5 separate regions of the Mus musculus genome follow, and regions 1, 2, 3 and 4 are each linked to region 5. A link is a contact called in public HiChIP or PLAC-seq and promoter capture Hi-C data. All regions are on one chromosome and are shown on one strand. Each heading gives the region's core, a stretch centred on a gene start, on an enhancer-like site or on the middle of the called end of the contact. The rest is flanking DNA. Distances are from core to core; before and after follow the strand shown.

The links. Promoter capture Hi-C pulls out the DNA fragments that hold promoters and counts their contacts. HiChIP or PLAC-seq counts read pairs in DNA pulled down with a chosen protein or histone mark.
Region 1: a contact with region 5 is called in a promoter capture Hi-C map of stem cell-derived epiblast-like cells, with 4 times the contacts expected there. The contact joins the enhancer-like site here to the promoter of Txnrd3 in region 5. A contact is called at or near these places in 13 of 39 promoter capture datasets (the 3T3-L1 cell line, the C10 cell line, the SN4741 cell line and 6 more), 2 of 15 datasets of contacts at CTCF or cohesin (large pre-B cells and pro-B cells), 12 of 484 Hi-C or Micro-C datasets (the G1E-ER4 cell line, the HL-1 cell line, bone marrow-derived macrophages and 5 more), 8 of 115 datasets of contacts at active chromatin or transcription factors (embryonic forebrain, embryonic stem cells, kidney and 3 more) and 1 of 9 other capture datasets (embryonic stem cells).
Region 2: a promoter capture Hi-C map of hippocampal neurons shows a contact between it and region 5, with 7 times the contacts expected there. The contact joins the enhancer-like site here to the promoter of Txnrd3 in region 5. A contact is called at or near these places in 11 of 39 promoter capture datasets (the 3T3-L1 cell line, 3T3-L1-derived adipocytes, the C10 cell line and 7 more), 3 of 15 datasets of contacts at CTCF or cohesin (large pre-B cells, pro-B cells and stem cell-derived epiblast-like cells), 11 of 484 Hi-C or Micro-C datasets (the G1E-ER4 cell line, the HL-1 cell line, the N1E-115 cell line and 4 more), 16 of 115 datasets of contacts at active chromatin or transcription factors (the 230-238 cell line, T-cell acute lymphoblastic leukemia, astrocytes and 10 more) and 1 of 9 other capture datasets (embryonic stem cells).
Region 3: an HNF4G HiChIP or PLAC-seq map of pancreatic cancer cells shows a contact between it and region 5. The contact joins the enhancer-like site here to the promoter of Txnrd3 in region 5. A contact is called at or near these places in 18 of 39 promoter capture datasets (the 3T3-L1 cell line, 3T3-L1-derived adipocytes, the HPC-7 cell line and 13 more), 2 of 15 datasets of contacts at CTCF or cohesin (the NIH/3T3 cell line and large pre-B cells), 22 of 484 Hi-C or Micro-C datasets (the N1E-115 cell line, adipose-derived mesenchymal stem cells, bone marrow-derived macrophages and 16 more), 22 of 115 datasets of contacts at active chromatin or transcription factors (the NIH/3T3 cell line, a beta-TC-6 cell line, bone marrow-derived macrophages and 15 more) and 3 of 9 other capture datasets (adipose tissue, embryonic stem cells and macrophages).
Region 4: a contact with region 5 is called in an H3K4me3 HiChIP or PLAC-seq map of embryonic forebrain, with 5 times the contacts expected there. The contact joins the enhancer-like site here to the promoter of Txnrd3 in region 5. A contact is called at or near these places in 11 of 39 promoter capture datasets (the C10 cell line, cranial neural crest, embryonic stem cells and 5 more), 2 of 15 datasets of contacts at CTCF or cohesin (large pre-B cells and pro-B cells), 2 of 484 Hi-C or Micro-C datasets (bone marrow-derived macrophages and embryonic stem cells), 16 of 115 datasets of contacts at active chromatin or transcription factors (the 230-238 cell line, bone marrow-derived macrophages, embryonic basal ganglia and 9 more) and 1 of 9 other capture datasets (adipose tissue).

The regions. Positions count from the first base shown.
Region 1 is chr6:89,057,311-89,061,331 of GRCm38.p6, reverse strand. No RefSeq gene overlaps it. Among named protein-coding and RNA genes, the nearest start is that of Gm36639, 35 kb to the right of the region's middle. Within about 2 kb of position 1,586, at least 8 of the 459 cell types and tissues checked have an H3K27ac peak or open chromatin away from gene starts, as enhancers often do. A contact at or near this core is called in embryonic stem cells and stem cell-derived epiblast-like cells, where this site is marked.
Region 2 is chr6:89,033,376-89,037,929 of GRCm38.p6, reverse strand. No RefSeq gene overlaps it. Among named protein-coding and RNA genes, the nearest start is that of Gm36639, 12 kb to the right of the region's middle. Within about 2 kb of position 2,264, at least 41 of the 459 cell types and tissues checked have an H3K27ac peak or open chromatin away from gene starts, as enhancers often do. A contact at or near this core is called in the HL-1 cell line, cerebral cortex, embryonic forebrain and 1 more, where this site is marked.
Region 3 is chr6:88,958,486-88,963,028 of GRCm38.p6, reverse strand. No RefSeq gene overlaps it. Among named protein-coding and RNA genes, the nearest start is that of Gm36409, 13 kb to the left of the region's middle. Within about 2 kb of position 1,903, at least 73 of the 459 cell types and tissues checked have an H3K27ac peak or open chromatin away from gene starts, as enhancers often do. A contact at or near this core is called in the NIH/3T3 cell line, adipose-derived mesenchymal stem cells, bone marrow-derived macrophages and 8 more, where this site is marked.
Region 4 is chr6:89,006,725-89,010,959 of GRCm38.p6, reverse strand. No RefSeq gene overlaps it. Among named protein-coding and RNA genes, the nearest start is that of Gm36639, 15 kb to the left of the region's middle. Within about 2 kb of position 1,944, at least 136 of the 459 cell types and tissues checked have an H3K27ac peak or open chromatin away from gene starts, as enhancers often do. A contact at or near this core is called in adipose tissue, bone marrow-derived macrophages, embryonic basal ganglia and 4 more, where this site is marked.
Region 5 is chr6:89,642,017-89,645,985 of GRCm38.p6, reverse strand. It overlaps Txnrd3 (thioredoxin reductase 3), which reads right to left and starts at 1,998. Exons shown (of 16, transcript NM_001178058.1): 1 at 1,584-1,998. The coding sequence starts at 1,853.

The DNA.
Region 1 (4,021 bases), core at 337-2,836, 580 kb after region 5:
CACACACACACACACACACACACACACATGCAAACACAGGCACATCATAAACACACAAATTCAAAATTAGTTAACTCCATTAAAAAGTAAAACAAAAAGCCGGGTGTGGTGGTGCATGCCTTTAATCTCAGCACTCAGGGGGCAGAGGCAGGCGGATTTCTGAGTTCGAGGCCAGCCTGGTCTACAAAGTGAGTTCCAGGACAGCCAGGGCTATACAGAGAAACCCTGTCTCAAAAAACCAAGAAAACAAAACAAAACAAAAACAAAAACACAATAAAAGTCGGGTGTGGTACCCATGCCTTAGTTTGTTATGTTTCCATGACAAACTACTCGCATTTAATTTGGGGCTCACAGTTCCAGAGGTTTACTCCATGGCCATCATGGTGGGGAAACATGGCACCAGGCAGGCAGGCACGGAGCTGTAGCAGGAGCAGGAGCTGAGAACTTACATGTTGCAATACGATCTGAGACAGAGAGAACTAATTGGGACCAGCCTGGGCTTCTGAAACCTCAAAGCTCCTCCCCCTCGACACCCCCTAATCCTTCCCAAACAGTTCCACCAACTGGGAACCAACCATTAAAATAGACGAGCCTATGGGGACCATTCTCGTTCCAGCACGCAGAGGAAGAGGCAGGAGGATTACTACAAGTTCAGGACAAGCCTGATCTACACAGTGAGATGGTGTCTCGAAACATGTACAACAGAAAAAAGGAAGGAAGGCAGACTGGAAGGAAAGAAAGAAAAAATAGGAAGGAAGGAAGGAAGGAAGGAAGGAAGGGAGGGAGGGAGGGAGGAGGGAGGGAGGGAGGGAGGGAGGGAGGGAGGGAGGAAGGAAGGAAGGAAGGAAGGAAAGAAGGAAGGAAGGATCCCCAAACAAAACAAGAAAATATTCACTACAGTAAAAGAAAAGAAAGAATAATGAAAATCAATCAATAAGGAACTTTAAAATCTCCTACCATAAAAGGCCACCACCCTGGCAAGTGTCACCACCCTAGTCCTCCTGCAGGCTTTCAGATAGCCTGTACCCTACTCCCAGCGCAGGCATCAGGAGGGAAAACCACTGGGATTCCCTAAGCAGCCTCAGGCCTGGCTCTGAGCCGAGGCCTCCAAAGCAGCACCAGATCTCACTTCTATTTTTTTTTTCCTAAGATTTATTTATTTATTATATGTTAAGTACACTGTCACTGTATTCAGACACACCAGAAGAGGGCATCAGATCTCATTACGGATGGTTGTGAGTCATCATGTGGTTGCTGAGACTTGAACTCAGGACCTCTGGAAGAGCAATCAGTGCTCTTAACCACTGAGCCATCTCTCCAGCCCCAGATCTCACTTCTAAACCCCTTTTAGGCATGATCTTGGACCGGTGTTTTCTGCACAGGATCCCTCCCTCTTGGGCACCTGAAGGAAGCCACCAGCACCCACCCTTCTGAGAAGAGGACCTTTGTTGTTTCATTCCACACCCGCCTTATTGACCAGCCTAGGAGACAGTCAGACAACTGCCACATGCACCAGGTCACCAGCTGAGGCCCAGAGCAGCTGCGCCTGCACAGTCTCAAGTTTTGAGGCAACTCCAGCAGACTGGGCCCCAGAAGGCTATCACCTGCTGAGACAAGTCTCAAAGACTGACAATGCTTCCTCTCTCAGTATATAGACACACATTAAAGGCTAGGCAACAAACAAACCCTCAAGCAACCATGACACAAAGGAAGTTAAGATGACTCCAGTGACTATCCCCAAAGAAATAGAGATGTGTAAGCTGCCCAAAAAGGAGTTCAAGCTGTGACCATCTGGGAAGCGTGTGACACAGGCAAGGAGGCCAGATCAGAAGTTGAGGCCAACAACAAAAGGAGTCAGGGCTGAGTTACAGGATGCCCAAGGGCACTCCCAAGGGCAAAGAACTCTTGAACTTGAAGGAAAAACATTTGAGATCAGCCAGTAAGAGGAAAATGAATAAATTTGATGGGAGAGAGTGGAGAAAGCACAAGGCAGGGTGAGAATCCTTCAGCAGCAAACCCAAAAAAACATGGGTACCCAGAAGAAGAGAGGAGAGGGGGAGTAAGTTTATTTACTGCCTGAGCTGGGCATAGTGGCACACTTTAATCCCAGAACTTGGGAGGTAGAGGCAGATGGAACTCTGTAAATTCTAGGCTAGCCTGGTCTATGTAGTGAGTTTCAGGCTAGCCAGTGTTATTACACAGTGAGACCCCATCTCAACAACAAAAACAACAAAAACCAACCACCACCAACACAAACCAACCAGCAACTACAAAATAACATTTAAAAACAAAAGAAAGAATGGCTGAATATTTCCCACGTCTTGGGAGATATTTGAACACACAGATTCATGGAGCTCAAAGGATACCAAGTAAAGGTGACTTTGAGGAATATTCCAGAATACATAATAATCACTTTCAAAAGTTAAAGACAATCTTGGAGCCCAGTCACATGTGAGTGAAGCCCCAAAAGGCTACCAGACTTCTCAGAAGCTGCCCATGCAGAGCTTGCTCAGCACAGGACTGTGCTGCCTACAAAATGAGCCTTAACAAATTCAAGGTGTAAATCACCCCCTCTCTGTCCCTGCGATCACAGGGGTAGTAAGTCAGAAGTCAGTAACGGGAAGGATGCTGGGAAATTATCAGCTACGATGAAGTTAAACGATGCACTGCCAAGCCATAAATGGGTCCTCAGTGGTTTGGAGAAGATGTCCCCAACAAGGCTCAGGCTTATGAATTGGGCTTCTCAGCTGGCGACCGTTTGGGAAGGGTTGGGAGGGATGGCCTTTTTGGAGGAAGTTTCAAAAGCCTTTTGCCATCCCCAGGGCATTGGCTCAGCTCGATGCTTGTGGATGGAGGCATGGGTGCCCAGCTATGGCCTGAGTACCATGCTTGCCTGCTCACTGCCACACTTTCTGCTACCCTGGTGATGGACGACTATCCCTCTGGAACGGTAAGCCTCAAATAAACCCTTCATATTGTAAGTTGCCTTAGTCATGGTTGGGAAACCAGAGGAAAGTAACTAAGCAGAATCAAAGAAAGTTTTTAAAAATCCAAAAATATCAGGGGCTGAAAAAAGAAATAAAAAGGAAAGGAAAGGACATGACTGTTCCCAGGTATGGTGGAGGAGAAATTTATTATAGATAAAGGGAGAACATAGCCAGAGGCAGGGGCATCTGGGAGAGTCCAGAGTGGACATGGCCCTGAGCCATGTGAGGAGGGGGGAGGCAGAGGGAGAAGGGAAAGAGGGAGCCAGGCATATCTGCTCTAATATGTTAAACAGCACCTCAGCCATATGTGCCAGGTTTGAAAACTGACAGAGATGTGGCTCAGTGGTTAAAACACTTGCTGCTTTTCCAGGGAACCTGGTTTCAGTTCTTAACACCCACATCAGGCTGGTCAAAACCATCTGTGATTCCAGCTCCAAAGGATCTGGCATCTCTTCTGGCCTCTGCAAGCACCTGCACTAATGTACACGCAGACACACACACAGACACACACACAGACACACACACAGACACACACACACACACACTCAATAATAGGAAAATTATATGAGATATATATATATATAATGCTTTTGAGATACAATAGAATTATCTCTAAGAGGGAATTTCCCAGCGATTAATGTCTACAGCATACAACCCAGCTGTACATATTCAGAAACATCGAATGAACACAAATTAAGCCCAAGCTCACCAGAAGGAAGGAAATAATTAAGCTTAGAGATTTAAAAAGTAGAAATTGGGGCTGGCTGACTCAGTGGGTAAGGGTGCTGGCCGCTAAGCCTGATAAACTGAATTTGATGCCCCAGGACCAGGGCCACACAGAGGGGAGAACTGACATCTACAGGAGGTCTTGTGACCTCCACATGGGCTACCTGTGCGCATCTCTCCCCTCCACACTGAATCAATCAAGCAATAAATGTGGTTTAAAATATCGCAACTTAACTATTTTTGTTTTATGTGGTCTAGTATTTTATCTACATCTAAGTGTAACTTTTGTGCACAGTGGCCTCAGAAGT
Region 2 (4,554 bases), core at 1,015-3,514, 610 kb after region 5:
CCCCACCCCTGCCAGGACGGAGCAGGAGCAGGCTTCTGAAAGCAGGCAGTCAGTGTAGAAGGTATTCCTGCCAGGTGCTGTAAGGTCAGCAGGTTGGGGATGACAGCCTGCAGCAGCGTGGGGAGGCAAGGACCCTTCCTGGAGTCCAGGGGAAGGATAACTTTGGAGCTCTGGAAGTTGCGGCTGCTCAGGGTATTTGTCCTGGCCCTGAAATGATCTGGGTGTAAACAGTGTCCCAGAGGGAAAGCACACAGAGGAAGAAGGGTTTAGTTTGCCCTAAAGATATGCTGGCAGGAACATTTCCTGTCTCTGGGACCTGGGAGGATCAGCAAGTCCCCATGACACAAAAGCACTAGAAATAGTAAGCTAAACACAGGCTTCCTTTGGACCGGGATAAACTCATGCCAGAAGAGGAACTAAACAGAGACAGAGACTTAAAGAAAGCTGTCACAGGGGCTGGGGAGGGACTGTAATAGACCACTTTCCTTGCACAAATGAGGCTCTGAGTTCTATCCCTCACACTGGAAAGGGCAAACACTCTGTCACTCTGGGATGCATACGGTGTTAACCTGGAGTGAGTCTCTAGCTAAGCCTGCAGTAGGACACAGGATAGTTGGTGATGGAGTGAAGAGACATCCACTGCCAAAGGAAGTCACTCACACGACATTCATCACACAGGCTCCGCCAGCTGCTGAGGGGTCTAGCTCCCGCACCTCTATAAGGCCTCCAGGGGTCATTGCCATTTCTTCCTCCAGAATACAACTCTGCAGATAGCTCCTGTACCTGTGGTACTCCCCACCTCTGTTGATAACCCTAACCCTAGCCTATCTAATTCATTTGGGAACCAAGTTCCAGGTGCACTTTCCACAACTCAGGGAAGCCATGACACCTTTAGACCTCCAGGGTTCCAGCATCACTTGCTATGATGAACAGTTTCACATGTCAGGAGCCAACGAAGGCTAGAACTGACTAAGAGAGAAGATGAGACCACACAGAGTCAGGTCACACATACAAGACATGACCACTGTCCTCCACTAAGACCCAGACTCGCTGGGCACTTGCTGGCAGGATATAAGAGGATAATGGAACAGAAAGGGTAAAAACAGACAGAAGACAGGCTTCTGGCTGCCTAGGACAGTGACAGGCATGGAATGGCTCAAGCCAAATGCATTTGGGAGCACTAGGCTTTTGCACTGGGCCCTACTGGCACCCTTACAGATATGGGTCGTGCAGAGCTGACATCAGGGATAAAACTAAGGCTGTTAGGTGGCATGTTCCAGACCGGGGCAGCTTCTCCCTGGTGGCTGGGGAAGGGGAAAGTCCTTAAGGCCTCTCTGCCTAATCTTTAGGGCATCCTCAACATGAAGTCCTTTACTGGCTTTTCTCTTCTACCCAATGCTCTTCACACCTCCCTCTCCCAGGTTCCTACCCATCCTAATGTGGTGAGAGTGGGGCTCCTTCCTCAAGACCCTGTTTCTATCCAGTTGAAACCAGTTAAATAATAGGACTGCACAAGTCGAGTCTATACCTAGAACTCTCCCTTCTGTTCGACCCCCACAATCCCAGAAGTGCATAGCCTGGTTCGTTCTATTCATAGGATTTGCTGACTCGGATAGCAGAGACTGGGGTGCAGGTGGGTAGGGCAGCACGGGCTCTACACCAGTGTCATTTCTGTCTGTGCCCATGATGATGAACTCAGCTTGAGCAGAGGAGACCAAGACCGTTTCTTTGAAGCTACTGGAGAATGTCCAGGGCTTGCAGTAGCCTAGAGAAGCCTCCGTGCCTATCCCTTCTCACTTGAAAGCAGCAGGGCGCCTGTACTCCTGTGTGTGGTCACCTCGCTGCCTCTCCTGCTTGGTGGGGGTTGTGGAGACTTCTGGGCTTTAAATCCTAAATTCTCAGCAAGGACTAAGGAGGGTGGCCTTGGGCAATGCCAGTCAGGGACCTGACACAGCAGCTCCTAGCCCTCAAGTGGCTCCACACTCTGAGTCTGGCCATTAGCTCTCTCTGGGCACCAGGAAGCTGCCACTCTCCCTGCCTGGCTTTTAGTCCAGCACAATTAGGACCCATTATTTCTGCCGTGTTGATTCTTGAAAAATCATTTTAAATTGCCATCCTTTCTCTATGCTTTGGAAAAGGAACGCACCAAAGAAGATGAAAACAGAAAAGCGTGCCCACACCCCCCGCCTGGCTCCCTATGCCCCCCTCGGTTCCCCCATTTCTCCTGACCCGTTCCCTTGGCAACCAGCAACTGGCTGCTGCAGTATTCAAAGGGAATCTCACAACCACACATCAATGAACGCAGGGGATGCTTCCAGCTGCCTGAGATGAGAGGATGGACAGACAGCCACCCAGCCACCCCAAGAAGACATGCAGACCGACAACCATGAAGAGCAGAGAGAGAAAGACAGAGGAGGAAAAAAAACCCAGCTTGCTGCAGGCAAAAAGGCAGAGACCCCAGTGATGCCAGGGTGGCTAGGCTGAGTAAAGCAGAGACATACAGGCAGGATGGAAGAGAGACACAGAACGGAGCACAGACAGACAGACAACCAGACAGGCAGGCAGGCAGGGCATGAGGAGAAAGAAAGAAAGCCTGGGACAAGGCATAGTTGGAGTGGAGGCTGGTGATATAAGCCACCTGCTCTCCTCTTCTCTCCTCCTCCCTCCTCTTCTCCCTCCCTTCCTCCCTGCCCTCCTCCCTCCTGTTCCCAAGCAGACTTCTCTTGTCAGGCTGCACTTTCCTCTCTTCCTTCGGCCTTTCTGCGTCTCCGACCATGATTAGCTTTCTTCCAAACCGGACAGGTTCCAAGTCAGGCACATTGTCCCGACACCATCTTGTCCCTGGCTAAAAGTGGGAATAACTCTGCTACAGTCTCTGAGGTGTTATTTCTAAATTTCCAGCAGGGTTCATAAAGAACACAGTGAGACCTCTCTATAGAAAGCAGCTCCGGGGAGGCCAGTGGTCCCTTAAGGATGAGCCCAAAGCTCAAAGCACCTAGATGGCCCCACATGAGACAGAAAGAGCCTCAGCAAAGATCTCAGTGCTGGCTCTGTTTCTGACCCCTGCCTCGCCTCACCCCAACCTGTCCCCAGAGTCCTGGGCTTCTTACATGTGCCTAAAAAGTGTCGGAGAAGGAACCAGAGGAAAACACTGCTAAGGTCAGAGGTTGGAGTCAGGGCAAAGGCCATGGGTCACTCTCAGAGACAGAATGACAGGCCAACTTGGAAACCTCCTCTGCTCTGCTGTGGATCACCATGTACAGCTCAGAGCCTCCCCAGGTCTGTATGCAAGCAAAGAGCTTCAGCCCACAGGGGCCACTCCAACAGGGAGGAGTGTTGGCTCTCAGGACAGTGTTGATTAAAAGGACCAGAACCAATCCCAACCTCCCAATAGGGAGGTGACACACCCAGCAGGGAACACGGAGGCAATGCAGGCTGCCGAGGAGCCCAGGACATAGCTGGAATGGAGGAACCTCCTGAGTGCTGGAGAACCTAAAGGATGCCCTCCTCCTGGGTACTCAAAGAGCCTGGAGGAAAACTCCCCTGCTGCACCATGGAGGAGTCTAGGGTCCCTTCTCTTGGATGCACAGGAAGCCTGTGGGATGCCTCCCCCATGTGGGTAGGTGCAGGCTCAGCAGGACAAACCGTGCCAGGCTTTCAAGAGAAGCTGAAACATGGACTTTTAATGCCCACTCTTAGTTTAATTATTGATGGCCAGTTCCATTTTTAAACAGCTGAAGGCAGAATGAGATTCCAGAAGCTAAATTGCCACCTGCAGTGCTTGCCTATGTCAGTAAAGAGTGAGTTGTAGGGTCTCAGTTTAACAAAAGGGGGCGCCCTTGTCGGGACTATGGGTGTAGGGGGAGAGGCTCCTCAGAGGCCAAAATGCAAAGTTTCACCCATCTCTGCCCAGGAGGGGTGGGTGTGGAGTAGAAGACCTCAGTTGAGAAGGGGGAATGGTCAGGGGGGGACCTCAGATGGACAAGAGACTCAGTGAGGCCCTGTGTGGTGTCTCACAAGAAGTATCACTGTGCATGTCTTGTGACCTCTGCTCACAGCCAGCAAAGTGACTCACAGAGAGTCACCAGCCTATAGCCTCTGAGGCATTCACAATCCTGGACAGCAGGCTGGAGCCTCTCCCAAGAGGACATCCAGGAGCTGCCCTGAGGCCACCAGGGAGTCCTCTGAGTTCAGCCAGGATCTGTTGAACGGTTGTAGGGTGGGGACCTCAGGCAGGCTTTCTGAAGCACAGCCTTTGGGCTCAGACCTAGGAACACCAGCAGGTGTCCTACTAGGTTAGCAGAGTGTAAGCTCTTTACAGCCCCAGTTCATGACCTCAGCAGTCAGGCCAGGACTCAGGAAGGCTGCTGTCCTTCAGGGGTCTATAGAGCAACTGACGTCATGGTGGAGGTGGTCCAGGTGGCCAGGCCTGCAGAACTGAGGGAGATACCCACCATCCCACCCAGCCTCTTTACAGCTTCAGCCTGCCCCTGCCAAGCCTGCCTTTGTATCAATTCCCGGTGGGCTTAGGTAGTTGATGTTCTGTCACTTGTA
Region 3 (4,543 bases), core at 654-3,153, 680 kb after region 5:
GGGGGGGGGCAGGAAAGGGGATAACATTTGAATTGTAAATACAGAAAATATCCAATTAAAAAAAGAAAAAAGAAAGTCCCTCTCAAGGATGCAGGAGGGGCCAGCCTGTGTCACATGCTGTACATGTTCCTCTTTGTAGCTTCTGGGGACAGGAGTTGTAAAGCTCTCCAGACTTGACTGGGGAAGTCAGACTCTGCCCCTCTGGATGCCCACCCTCTGGAGCTCTGAGCATGTGGATTGTGGAGCAGGGGTGCCTGTGGAGCCACTTCAAAGATACAGCTCCTAGGATGGGCCTGATGTCCTTGGCTGTTCTCTCCCCTAGACCATCCTCCTTGCCTCCCTCTCTTCTTTGTCCTGAACTTTCATTTCTGATCAATCTTACTTCTTTTCCAACCTATCTTATCAGCATATATTAATTATACAGAACAATATATTTCATTTTTTGGCAAATCATACCTAATGTATTTCAAATATATACACCCCTCCCCATTGTGATCTTCTTGTCCCATTCTTCCCAGTGAGCCATCCTCTCCCCCTGCCCCACCTCTTCCACACTAGGACCTATGGCCTCCCAGGCCATGGGCTTTTGACTTCACTTACAGTACAAGACCTGAATTGCATCCCATGGAACAGGCACTAATTCCAGTCAGAAAGAGATGATGGTTCCTGTAACAGACCTGCCACTATCACCTCTTGCCTGGCTGGTCACTCCTATGGCATAGAGTCTGAAACTGAGTAAGCCAGTTGGTGACAATTCTCGCCCAACAGCCTGCATAGCACTTTCTGGCACTGGCTAGCAGGAAGGGAGCTTTGAGCCCAACCCCAGCTTGATTTCTTTATTTCCTCAACCAAGATGTCCAGTACTACATTGTCAGGTCTTTTTCCTGATGCTCAACCAACAAGCTTTTCATCCTGCTACCAGCCATTCTGCAGCCACTGTGACTGCAGGCATGGCATGTCCACAGCACCGGAAAGCAGGCTGGATGCAACACAGATACATTGTTCAGCTCAGCACGCATGGGATCCTGAACTCCACTCCCCAGGGAGGGGAAGATGGAAAGGGAGAGGCAGGCAGGAAAGGGAGAGAAAAACTTATGAGACTCCATGACTTTATGCAGAAAGCCAGATTTCTGCCTGCCCCAGGAAAGCCTCCCTTTCCTTCCATTGGTCAGAAGCAAGTCAGATGACCACTTTACCTGCAGGGAAGCCAGGACACATGACTCGGCCACAGAAGCAGTTAGTGGGGGTAGAAAAACAAGAGAGGATATGGCGTCAGATTTAGCCACAGATGGAAACGGTGGCCACCTCAATCAGGAAGGGCAGCAGCCAGAGAGAGAGAAAAGCAGGAATCGCAACAGGGCCCTGAAGAGGAGACAGGGAGGAGGTAGTCTGCAGGCACAGCCAGGTGACCACCATACAGAGGACATGACTCTGACCACACAGGCCCTGTCCCTGCCTACCACAAGAATGTGCGGGTCCATCTTTCTGTTATAAGCATCAGACTCCCACTCAGACCCATCTATAGCCTGGGGAGGGCTGGCTGCACTCAAAATGCAAGGTACCCTAGCATCCAGCGTCTCCTCCATCTCTCATTTTCACCTTAGTGGTGCCACTTCAAAGCACCTTTCCCAGTGGGGCGGTGCCACCTGGGACCAGCAGCTCCAAGTTTGTTCCAACATTCCTCATTGCCTATGCTTGACTGATGTCCCCTCTCCCAAACCCACTCTTAGAGACACTTCCAGGCCAGTCATGGGGAAAAAAAAAAGGGGGGGGGGTGTTTGCAGTCTGTCATGTAAGCAAATCTGTGGCCTGGCTTCAGTGGCTGGTCTCCCTAGCCACATTCCAGACATTCACAGGCAGAAATCTGGAGTCTAGAAATATGTGTGAGACTATCCCCAAAGAATGCAAGGAGTCAGGCTGAACGTATGTGCCAGCGTGACGTGGTCAGGAGACCAGATGTGTGGTCCTCCCCTCTACAATGAGATGGCACCACCTTTCTGGTTGGGATAAGTGGACCCAGGCCTTCTGCTCTCAGCCTGCGGAGCCTCACTGGGTTTCTTGTTCCTGGTACAAAAATGATTTGATCAGGGAACAAACAGGACCCAGGATCAGATGACAAATGTCTATAGCAGAGCTCAGGAAAGGGAGCCTGTTCGTCACTGAAGGAGGAAGGGACGATTCAGGAAGTCACAGGGCAGACCATGGCACGTTCAGGGTGAAGCGAGCCTCTGTGTGGAGCAGAAAGCTAGAGCAAAGGCTGCAAGAGCTGGCTGAAATGGAAGCATTGGCATGCCGCTCCGAGGCTGGCTTCCGCCTGAGGGCCGTTTTCTGAGGCAGGGTCTGGTGATGAGACTGTATGAGCAGAGTGCTTCAGATAAGGAATCTCAGGTGGTGTCTTGTCTCAGCCATGCCCAGGCTGAGCAAAGCTTGGCGTCACAGGGCTGAGAAGCAACTAGCGCAGTGTCCACCACAGCAGGAGGGAGCAGAAGTCCAAGGCCAACCTCCACCCTTCCTAGGCCCTATTCTACAGCTCTATGTTCCACCAAAGACTATGACCCCAGGGTGGCTAAGCTCACAGAAAGGCACACCATGGACCCAGGGGGACAAATGCTGATTAGCCTGCTTGGCTCATCTGCACCTGTCTACTAAGTTGTGTGAATTCAGACAAGATTTTTAACCTCTCTGTGCCTTAGTTTCCTCACTTATAAATTAAGAGTGGTGAAACACACACATAACTCCAACAATAGTTTGGGTTATAAATCAGCCAATGTGTGTGGTGTGCACTGGAAAGAGAAATATCCTCCTGAATAAAGGCTAGAAGCCGTGAGAGAGGCGTGACAGCCGCAGGCCCTGACAATCCACACCACTGTAGCCCCCTGCTGGCCCTTCAGCTGAGCCACGGCTGGCTCCACGCCCACTGAGAGCGTAGAAGACAGAAGACAGCTCCAGTTCTCCTTAACAGCTAGGAAGAGCCTGCCCTGGCCCAGAGCCAGACAGGACTACTCTCAGCCTTGGTCTTCCTGCGGTGCAGAGGACTGGCATGTGGTACAGGCCTGTGGGCTGCTCCAAGATGTCACTCTGTCCTCCCAGTACCCCAGAACTGTCTCCTCCATCCTCAGCCCCAGGAAGCCTGTGAGTGGTCTCCAAGGCAACAGGGCATCAGAACAGCAGAGAATATGTTGAGGATGCTCAAGAGTAGTTGGGGGTGGAGGAAGCCCACAGATTGATACCTACCCCATAAGGCTAGCAAGGATCTGCCTGTATCCACTGCCCCCACAGTCTCCTGGCACCCACCCTGACAGATTCTATCTTCTGGGAGCTACAGACCTTCAAGTCAGGTTGCTGATGGTCAAACTGAGGTACAGAGCAAAGTAGCTCCAACCAAGATTGTTCAACCGTCCCTCCTGGTCCTTGCCTTTCATTAGGTGATGGTCAGGACAGCCAATGGGGAGGCAGCAGAAGGCTGGGTTCAGAGGCTTTTCAGACCTGCAGATTCCCAGGTGGGAAGCTAACCACAGGCCCAGGGAAACCCTGGCATGCAAGTCCTAGTTCCCCTCCCAAGGCCACAGCAGATATTGCTAATATGCAGACATGTCTCAGGTCATTTGGAAACAGCACACAGGAGAAGGGGCAAGAGCCTGAAGATGGCAACTGTAATAGCATGGATCTCAGGCGCTTGCATGCCACAGGGGCCAGCCCCTTAACCCCCTCACCCTAAACTAATTGTGTCTCCTTCAAACTTCACATTCACAACATATCCTCACCTCATACTATATTTGGAGATAAAACCTATCAGGAATAAATTTCAGTTAAATGAGGTCATGAATTTGAGCGGGGATCTGATCCAACAGAATTAGTGTCTTCATAGAGACACACTCCCTCTCTTCAAGTATGCCCAAAGAAGAAATCGCACAACACACAACAAGAAGTTAGGAAGCCCTGGCTGTTCTGCCCTGACCCCAAATGCATAGCCTACAGAACAGAGAGAATGAGTCCATCTAAGGTGTCAATTTGTGGCAGCTGGTGCCAGCTATGACCCTCACATAACAGCTCTGCTTGAATCTCCGCTTTACAGAAGAGGACACAGGCTCAGGCAAGTGATGCCTGTGAGTACATCTGTAAGGGTGGAGTGAGGACAGACCAGGTCATCCCTCCACCGCCCACACTGCACACTGCATGGCTAAGTATGCATGGTTGTTCACGCCAGACCTGTCTTTTGTGGAGTCCAACAGTAATGCCAACTGTGCTTCGGATACTGCTGCTACTTAACAGCATTAACTAAGACTCAGTGTACTATTGGACAAGCCCCATTAGCTTTACACATGGATTCCTTGCTGGCCCCTCCACTGAGTCAGTCCCACTTGAAGCCTCCTGCACAACTTCAGATGGACTCTGAGTGAGACCACAATCCACTGAGGCTGGTCAAAGGCTGGACAGGACGTACCAAGCACTCTTGTCCACAGCCCATCTGTACTTCTCTAGTGGCTCCAAGACCCCAGCAGGAGTGTCCCCACAGGAAGGCAGCAGCCATCTGGCTACATGC
Region 4 (4,235 bases), core at 695-3,194, 630 kb after region 5:
GATCCTTCTGGGTACCAGAGTGTGGCTAGAAGATCAGCTTGCAGAAGGGATGCTACCACTGCACTGCGTACCCTGCCCCCACTTACTGTTTCCTCTGGGTGCTCATTGGCATTCAGGAGTCCTTGTTGAAACCCACATGCATGGATGTGCAGAAAGGCTGCACCAGCTCTGGGTTCTTATCTTCTGTAAGCCTCTACTTTGCCTCTGTGCAATGGGCACCAAGGGTGGCCAGGAAACTCGGGTGTGTGCATAGTGCCATGGCACACAGCAGGAGTGATGGAGGGCCAGAAAGGGTTGTGTACCTGCCTTCCCAGAGGAGTGCAGGTTGCTTAGAAGAGGTGAGAAGGTATAGGTCCCTTTCTGATTCTTGAAAGGATCATGGCGTAAGGTAAACAGACTTGATTTCAGGAGCCGCAAAGGGAAAAAAAACAAAACAAAACACCTGAGCAGGAACAGCCTGTGTGCCAGCAAAACAGAGAATCCATTGTCCATGTGCATGTTTCGGTAAAATGGGGCTCAGAGGAGGCGAAGGAAGGACTTGGAGCTCAGTGAGCAGGCACACTCCACCAGGGCCAGCTGTGGCCTGTGGAGCCTCCAGGCTGGGTTTTCTAGGCAGCATGGAGCTGGATCCTCCAGGGGGTGAGGGAGGTTGGGTAGCACCCAGGTTACAAAGTGCAAACATCCTTGGTGGGAGAGGTCAGGAAGAGAGAGCAAGCACCCCACCAGAGTTCTCCCTGCTGCTGAGCCAGGAGGCTGCTAGATCTGCCTAACCCTGCAGCACAAAGTTAATTTTGGGTCTCCACAGTAAACAGGCTTCCTAAAGCCATGGTTAAAGGGCTCTGGCCGTGCAGAGCTAACTGGCATCAGGACCCTCCAGCTCACATCTGGTTCCATTGTGATTCCCATATCCAGGAAAGATGTAGGAAGAAGCACTCAGGAGCTGCTGAAGAAACTGGCCCCCTGATGCCAGAAACCTTGTTGGCAGCTTCCTCCTCCTCTCCTTTTCCCTCTCCCTCTTGCGGCTGTCTAATAAGGTCAGCTCAAGGCTTGGTGAAGGTAGATGGCAGGCAGTATTTTTCAGTCCTGATGGATTCTGGTGCTCCTGAGCCAAGTGTAAAGCTGGTTCCTCACAGGGTCCAGCCTCCAGGCCAGATGATAACCCGAGACCAGAGGCAACAGCCAAGTCTATCTGAAAGCATCTCTCCCAGGTCCCCGATGCAGCAACTGAAATTAAGACTGACACCAGGGCTGGGACCTCAAACATGGCAGGACCCTTCTCTGGAAGAGTTCAAAGTAGAAGTCCCACGCACACAACTAAAGACAACTCCAATCTGGTATGCATACGGTCTACAGTGAAGGCGAGGGAGGACTTCCTCGAGGCAACAGAGCCCCCACTGCCTCCCGAGGGAGGCCTAGTCGCCATCCAGAGCGTGAGAAACCGGGGACAATGACTCCCTCTCCTGCAAAAGAAACCCTCCTGGTCAGAGAGAACAGTAGGATGTATCAGGGAACTTTCGCCACCTAAGGAACTAGCCCGAGTCTCAGCAACTTTTGTTTGTTTGTTTGTTTGTTCTTTTGAGACAGGGCTTCTCTGGGTAACAGCCCTGGCTGCCTGAAACTAGCTTTGTAAACCAAGCTAGCCTCAAACTCACAGAGGTTGCCTGCCTCTGCCTCCCAAGTGCTGGGATGAAGGCATGAGCCACCTTGCCTGGCTTTAGCAACTTAAATCAGCACAATTCCTTGTTTTCCCTTGTTCTGTGAGTTGTCAGGTCATTCTTCTAGCTTCCTGTAGTTCGGCTGGTTCCTCTGCTGAGCCGAGGGTTCACACCCACACTATTCGCCCTGACTTCAGGCTAAAATCCCAGGTCAGGCTCCGGGGCTGCACTCTGGTGGGTGGGGACAGCTGGGCGGGGCTTCTCCAGCTTCCGGGCAGGCTGGAGCGGCAGCTGCGGTGCAGTCTCAGTCCCAGTCTCTGCAGCTGTATTGCCTCTGTCAACGGGCCGACGGGAGGATGGGAAGCCCAGGAAGAAAAATAACACACAATTTAATCTCCCCAAATCAACCCATCCTACAAAGGGAAAAATAAAACAGAGTCTCCGCCAAGGCTGACCTTCTGTTTACATTTTCCTTGGCAACTGAGAAATAATTGCGGTTCTGCAGGGCCCTCCCCTCCCCCACCCTGCCTCATCCTATTCAAGCGCGACCAGGGATGACACTGGAATCTTGAACCGCACTAAGTGGTTACTATGGTGTCAGGCTGAAATTGTGAATCCCAGAGGCTGCCACAGCAGGGAGGCGGGGAGCCAGGGCAGAGTCTCAGCCGAGGCTAGTGACTGGGGGGCCTAGCCAGTTAATAGCAGACAAACTGTGCTCGCAAAGAGTAGAGTAGGGGGTTGAAAGATACGGTGGTCAGAGCAGGTGCAGGACCAGACCCAAGTCCCAGTCACACCCCCTGAGCCTTACTCTGTCCGGGCTGCTCTTTCACCCTCCACCCTGTGCCCACCAGGATTGAATCTCTGCCCAGCCCCACAGAAGAAATCCTCAGGATTTCTTTCTTATTTCCCCACAGAAATCCAGAGCCTTGGTGCTCACCCAAGGAACCTGCAGAGGTGCTTTGGGTACCACCCTGCACTTCTCCAGCTCTGCCACAGAGAACTACAAGCCAATCCTGCCGGACTCACACTGATATGTGTCAGTGTAAGATCCCTCCACTGCCACACCCTGGTTCCATTCCCACCTCCAGACAGTGAGTGACCTTAGACCCTACTCTGACCTTGAACCTCTTCTTCTCATGCCTGTGCCTTGGGGGGAAAAATCTTCTAAAGAGCACATCAGATCTTGTCTGTAATCTTCACTGAGAGAGAGCTCTTGAGTGGTCGCGGTGCCTGCCCGGCTCTGACTTCATTTGTTCCACCAACCATATCATTCTAGCTATCCTGGCCTCTGAACTGCTCCCTGCGATGGCCGGCTTGCTCCTGCCCCAGGACCTTTGAACTGGTCATTCGTTGCTACTGTGACTCCTTCCCAAACCACCACTGAGGCCTTAGGGATTGCCTGATCACTGTTGTGGTCTTCATGCTTCAAACAGGACAAGCACAGGGACGAATGAATGAATGAATGAATTAGCCATTTCCTGGTTTCTAATCCCCATCTTCTCTGTCTCTACTATAAGGATCTAGACCATCAGAAGAGGGACTCAGAGGCTCCTAAGAAAGCCCCAGCCTATAAACATGTAGTGTTCCACCCACTCAGTGCTGGACCCATGACTCACAAACTTCCATTCACTAAGACATAACAATGGGAAAAATGAACACAGGGTTCCCAGTCTGTTTTTTGGTTTTTTGCAAGATGTCGTACAAATTCCCCACCTGGGTCTTTTCTTTCTTCCTTCCTTCCTTCCTTCCTTCCTTCCTTCCTTCCTTTTTTTTTTTTTTTTTTTTTTTGGTCTTTCTTTCTTTATTAGGGCTGCCCTTTCTTTTTTAGGGCTGCCCTCTTAGCTCTCTTTGGGGATGTATTTGTTCTTTATTTTTCCCATCTCATCCTGATTCAGTGTGGACTATCAGGCGTGGTTCCTGGCTGTGGACTGAGGCTCTAACAGCCAGCAGGAAACTTACCCAACATGCTCTACAACGCTCCGAGGTCTACCCTCCCCCAAGACTATGCGGCAGAACCCCACTGACGACTACCTACAGCTGTCCACAGGACCAGATCCAGCCTGTGAAGTCCTCCCTCTCAGCCCTCAGGGACCGCGGCTACCGTGACCGTGTGGGGGATGGTTCGAGGGCATCCCCGATGGCAGGGCCGGGGTGGAGCTTGAGGAAGACTTCCGCCTTGCACAGACCCATTTCTTCCCTTTTAAAACCGCCTTGATTGCTTTTGATAATCAGATTTACTGGTAAAATTTGGTCTTTGTGCTTCCCTGTGTTCTACCAAGCGGCGCATCCGGAAGGCCCCTTCATGCCCGTGGCTAGTGTGTGGTTCCTTGCTCAAATGTGCTAGTTTGGTTTAGTTTATCAGCTGTTTTCAAAGCATTATATTTCATTTTTATAGCGAGAGCCCACTATTGTTTTATTCTATTTCATTAATTCGTGCTCCTTTTCTACATTAATTTCTTCCATTGGCTTTCTTTGGATTTATTTTGATGTTCATTTCCGCGCTTATTGAGGTGAAAGCTGAATTCTTTTCAATCTCTCCTCCTTCTAATGACTGCATTTAGAGCTATTCATTTTCCTCTA
Region 5 (3,969 bases), core at 749-3,248:
CCCATGCAGGCCAAAAGAACAGAGCTCTGTTAGTGAAGAGCAGCATCAGGTACCTCTCCCAGGTGAATAAGGAATGTGGCTAACCCTGGGGGGAGGGAGGAAGCAGCCTGTAGTCTCCACGCTGCCATCCACATTTTATTAGTTTTTAAAATGAATGCATATTTTTAATGTATGTGTGACTGTGTCTGTGTGTATCTTTGCATGCAGGTGCACTTGCAGCTACAGAGGCCAGAGGTCAACCTCAGCTATCATTCTCGAAAGATTTGTCTGTCTACCTTCTTTCCAGTAACTCCTCTTACTGGCCTGACGCTTACAGGCTGTGTAGCCTGGACTTACACTGTCTTACACTGAGGTAAAGTGCACTCCACTATGCCATCTGTTTTAATACGAGTTCTGGGGATGGAACGTTGGTCCTGGAGCTGGCACCATTTCATCCCGTTTCTTGTGGTAGCACTCTTAATAGGAGCCCAGGCTGGCCTTGAATACATGATCCTTCTGCCCAAGCATCTATTTTTTTTTTCATTTAAATTGTGCTAGAAATGGAAGCCAGGGCCTTGCTCCCACTAAGTTACACACCTGGCCTTTATTGTTTCAACTTTCTCATAATGTTAAGTAAACATCAAGATATTGAACAGCCCCATCTTGCATCTTCCTTCCAAAGATTTCAATAAGAATATTTTTATCTCATAATATGAAAACAATGTCGAATGCCCACCCAGCCCCAAATTACAGAGTGTGCAACAGAGCTTAAACTAGCCACGACTTCCATGGTTCTTAAAACCTCCTCTACCTTCATCTTACAAGCTCCCTGCTAGTTCTGAAACCTGGTCAAGGAGCCAAACATGCTAGTTAACAAATGGGATCTAGATCCAGCTTCAGCTAGCCACGCAATCCTATTTTAATAAGACAACAATTTTAAATATTTTTTGGTTGTTCTTTTTTTTTTTTTTTTAACTAAAGCCCATTATCAGGCTGGAAAGCAAATGTTTCCCTAGATGGCAACCTCCCGGGACCCCGTAGTGAGTCAGAGAAGGTAGGCAATGAAACCTGGGAAAGTGCTACAAAAGCCCTACTCCGTCCACCTTCAGGCCCCGCCCACCTCCCATATGTCAGCGCAGGACCGCCCGCCCACTAAGTTCCACCCAAACCCTCCCTTACCCCCCACCCCCCATACACTAGGTCCCACCCACAGAGTTCCACTCAGACCCTCCCTATTAGCCCCTCCCACCAGGACCCCCTTCCACGGTTCCAATCCGCCCAATGAGCCCCGCCCAGACCCTATTCCGGTTACGCCCATCAAGCACCCTCCACAGACCTCCGCTTCGCCCCACCCACCAACCTTGCTCAGACCCCGCCCACCAGGCGCTAACTACTGAGCCCGGGGTTCGCCCGGCTCACTGCTCAGACCTCTGATCAGTCCCCAGATCCGGCTCACAAACTTACCCAGCCTCTTTATCGACGCTCCTCCCCGCCCGGCCCACCCTGTCCTGGCTTCACCTTCACTTCCCTCCTCCCACCGGGATTGCTTAGACCCTGCCCATCAGGCCACGCCCCAGAGCTCTGCTACGGCCGGCCCCGCCTACCCGCGTGCTGTGTGGACAGTAACTCTTGCTGAAGATCATCACCCTGTTGCCCTCGATGAGGTCCCGCAGGCGGCGCCGCAGCTCCTCGCGGGCCTCAGAAGACGGGCGGCTGGTCCCAGGGGAGGCCAGGCGGGCGCGGCGGCCGGGTGGCGACGACATGAGGCCGCCACGGACAGCACCCAGGCGGCGGTTGGGGAGGACTCCAACCTTCCCCAGCCCGGGCGAGGTCTGCGCCCGAGGAGGCGGCGGCGGGGACGGTGGCTTCTCCAGGGCTTTGTTGTCGCTCCGGGCCGAGCCGGGCCTGCTGAGGAACCGGGACGCGGGCGGCCGCCTAGGGGACGACGCCGGCAAAGCCGCTGAGAACTTGAGAACGCTACGCACTGGCCGCGGGCGCACCGGACAGCTACGGGGCCACGCCCCCGACCGCGCGACCCACGGAGAGGGCCCGCCTACCGACCGGCCACGCCCCCGGGAAAACTTTGCCCCACCTCCAGGCCTCCACAGGGCTAAGCTACGCCCCCTTAGCTCAGCCTGGTGAGCCTGCAAACTACTCTGTCTACCACCCAGTGGCACAGTGGCAGTCACTTGCCATTTTCAAAGGTGCGGAATCAAGCTTGTATGCTCTGCTCTTCTTGTAATTACTGTTTTCATTATCGTTTTACCACAGTTTTTGACACCCAGAGGCCTCTCTACAGTTCCTTCCGCTCCTGATTCTCCACCAATCTCAAAATAGGTGCTTTTCAGGAAGGGTAGATGTCTCCACTTTATTTCAGAAAATGTGACAAAAACCTTGTCTAGGAAATACTGATTCTTTTTTAATTTGCACTACTGAAGCTGAATAAAAATTACTATTGCAATTCAGTTTCAATATGAGGTTCCTAGGTTACTACCTCCCCAACCCCTCAACCCACACACACCCTCAGCAATTCACTGTGACAGTGTACTGCTTAGTTTTTGTCAACTTGGAGCATACTAGAGTCACCTGGAAAGAGACTCAACTGAGGAAATGCTTCCTTCAGATTGGCCTGTAGGCAAGCCTGTGGAATATTTTCTGATTAATGATAAATGTGGTGGCATCAGGCCCACTGGGGAGGGGGTGCCACCCTTGGGCAGGTGGTCCTAGGTGGTAAGAGAGCATGCTGAGTGAGCTATCGAGAGCAAGCCCACGAGCAGCAGTCAGCTTCTGCTCCTTCTTGGGTTTTCTGACTTCCCCCAATAATGGAGTGTGACTTGGGACTTTTCCCAAATAAACCCTTTCTTCCTCTAAGTTGTTTTTGGTTAGTGTTGTTATCACAGCAACAGGAAATAACTAGGGCACAATGGATTCTCAAGCCATCCCCAACACAGGAACCATTTGGAAAGAAGGTCAAATAAGAACAGGCGGTATGCAAACATTTTATCAACTGAGCCCTCTCCCTGGGCTCACGTTTTAAAGTTATTGCTGTAAGCAGCCCTTCTGAAGTTCAGCTTCCTGTAAATGAGCAGAGGCACGGACTCTAATTAGTGGCCACTGTTAGTCAGTTAGCTGGACTATCCTTAGCACCTGTGGTCTGGAACGCCCACTCCACAGAGGCCTTGAGGAAAACTGCATGGCCAGTGTATCTGGTGCCTGTCTGAAGGGCAGGCTCAACCAGGGCTGCTTCAAACATTTGAGCCAGACTTGTTATCACCAACCCTTGAACCCTAGAAGACCCTACTAAAACTCAAATCTTTTTCACTTGCAACCCTTTTTAACCTGAATGATTTCACATGATCTCAAAAGTACATTCAACAGATTCACAAACATTTACTGGTAATAAATCATAATGAATTTAATTTTTAGGAAAATCTTAGGTACCTTTATAATTTCACCCTTTATTAAAGATGAGAGCAAATTTACATTCTAATGAGATGGATGGATAGGGTTGTTTGTTTTTACATAAAACAAATCTTGGCTGAAAATTCAATACCATAGAAGGTAGAACATTGTCACTGTTTTTCATAATTGATCAATATTTTAATTTTATAATTGTCAATACCGAGAGTGTTGCTTTGCATAAATACAAAGAGTGTTTAGAGCTATCTTAGAAATGGTTGGAAGTTCTGCTCTAATCCCAAGCCAACACTCATTTAACATTTTTTTTTTATGAAACTTAAGTATGCAGCTCAAATAGCAATTTTTGAAATCAAACATTCTAACACAATACAAATCTAAATATATACTAATTTGTTCCTTACATGCTGAGGAACGCTGGGAGGAAAATATTAAAATTCTTTGTTTTCTGTAATTAAATCATTCGTTTTTATAGCAACAGAAAAATCTGCTGTAGACTTAAGAACACTGCCTTGCACAGTATTGCCGTCTTCCATTCTAAGGCATGGTGTTTCAGGCAGTGTTTGTGGGCTG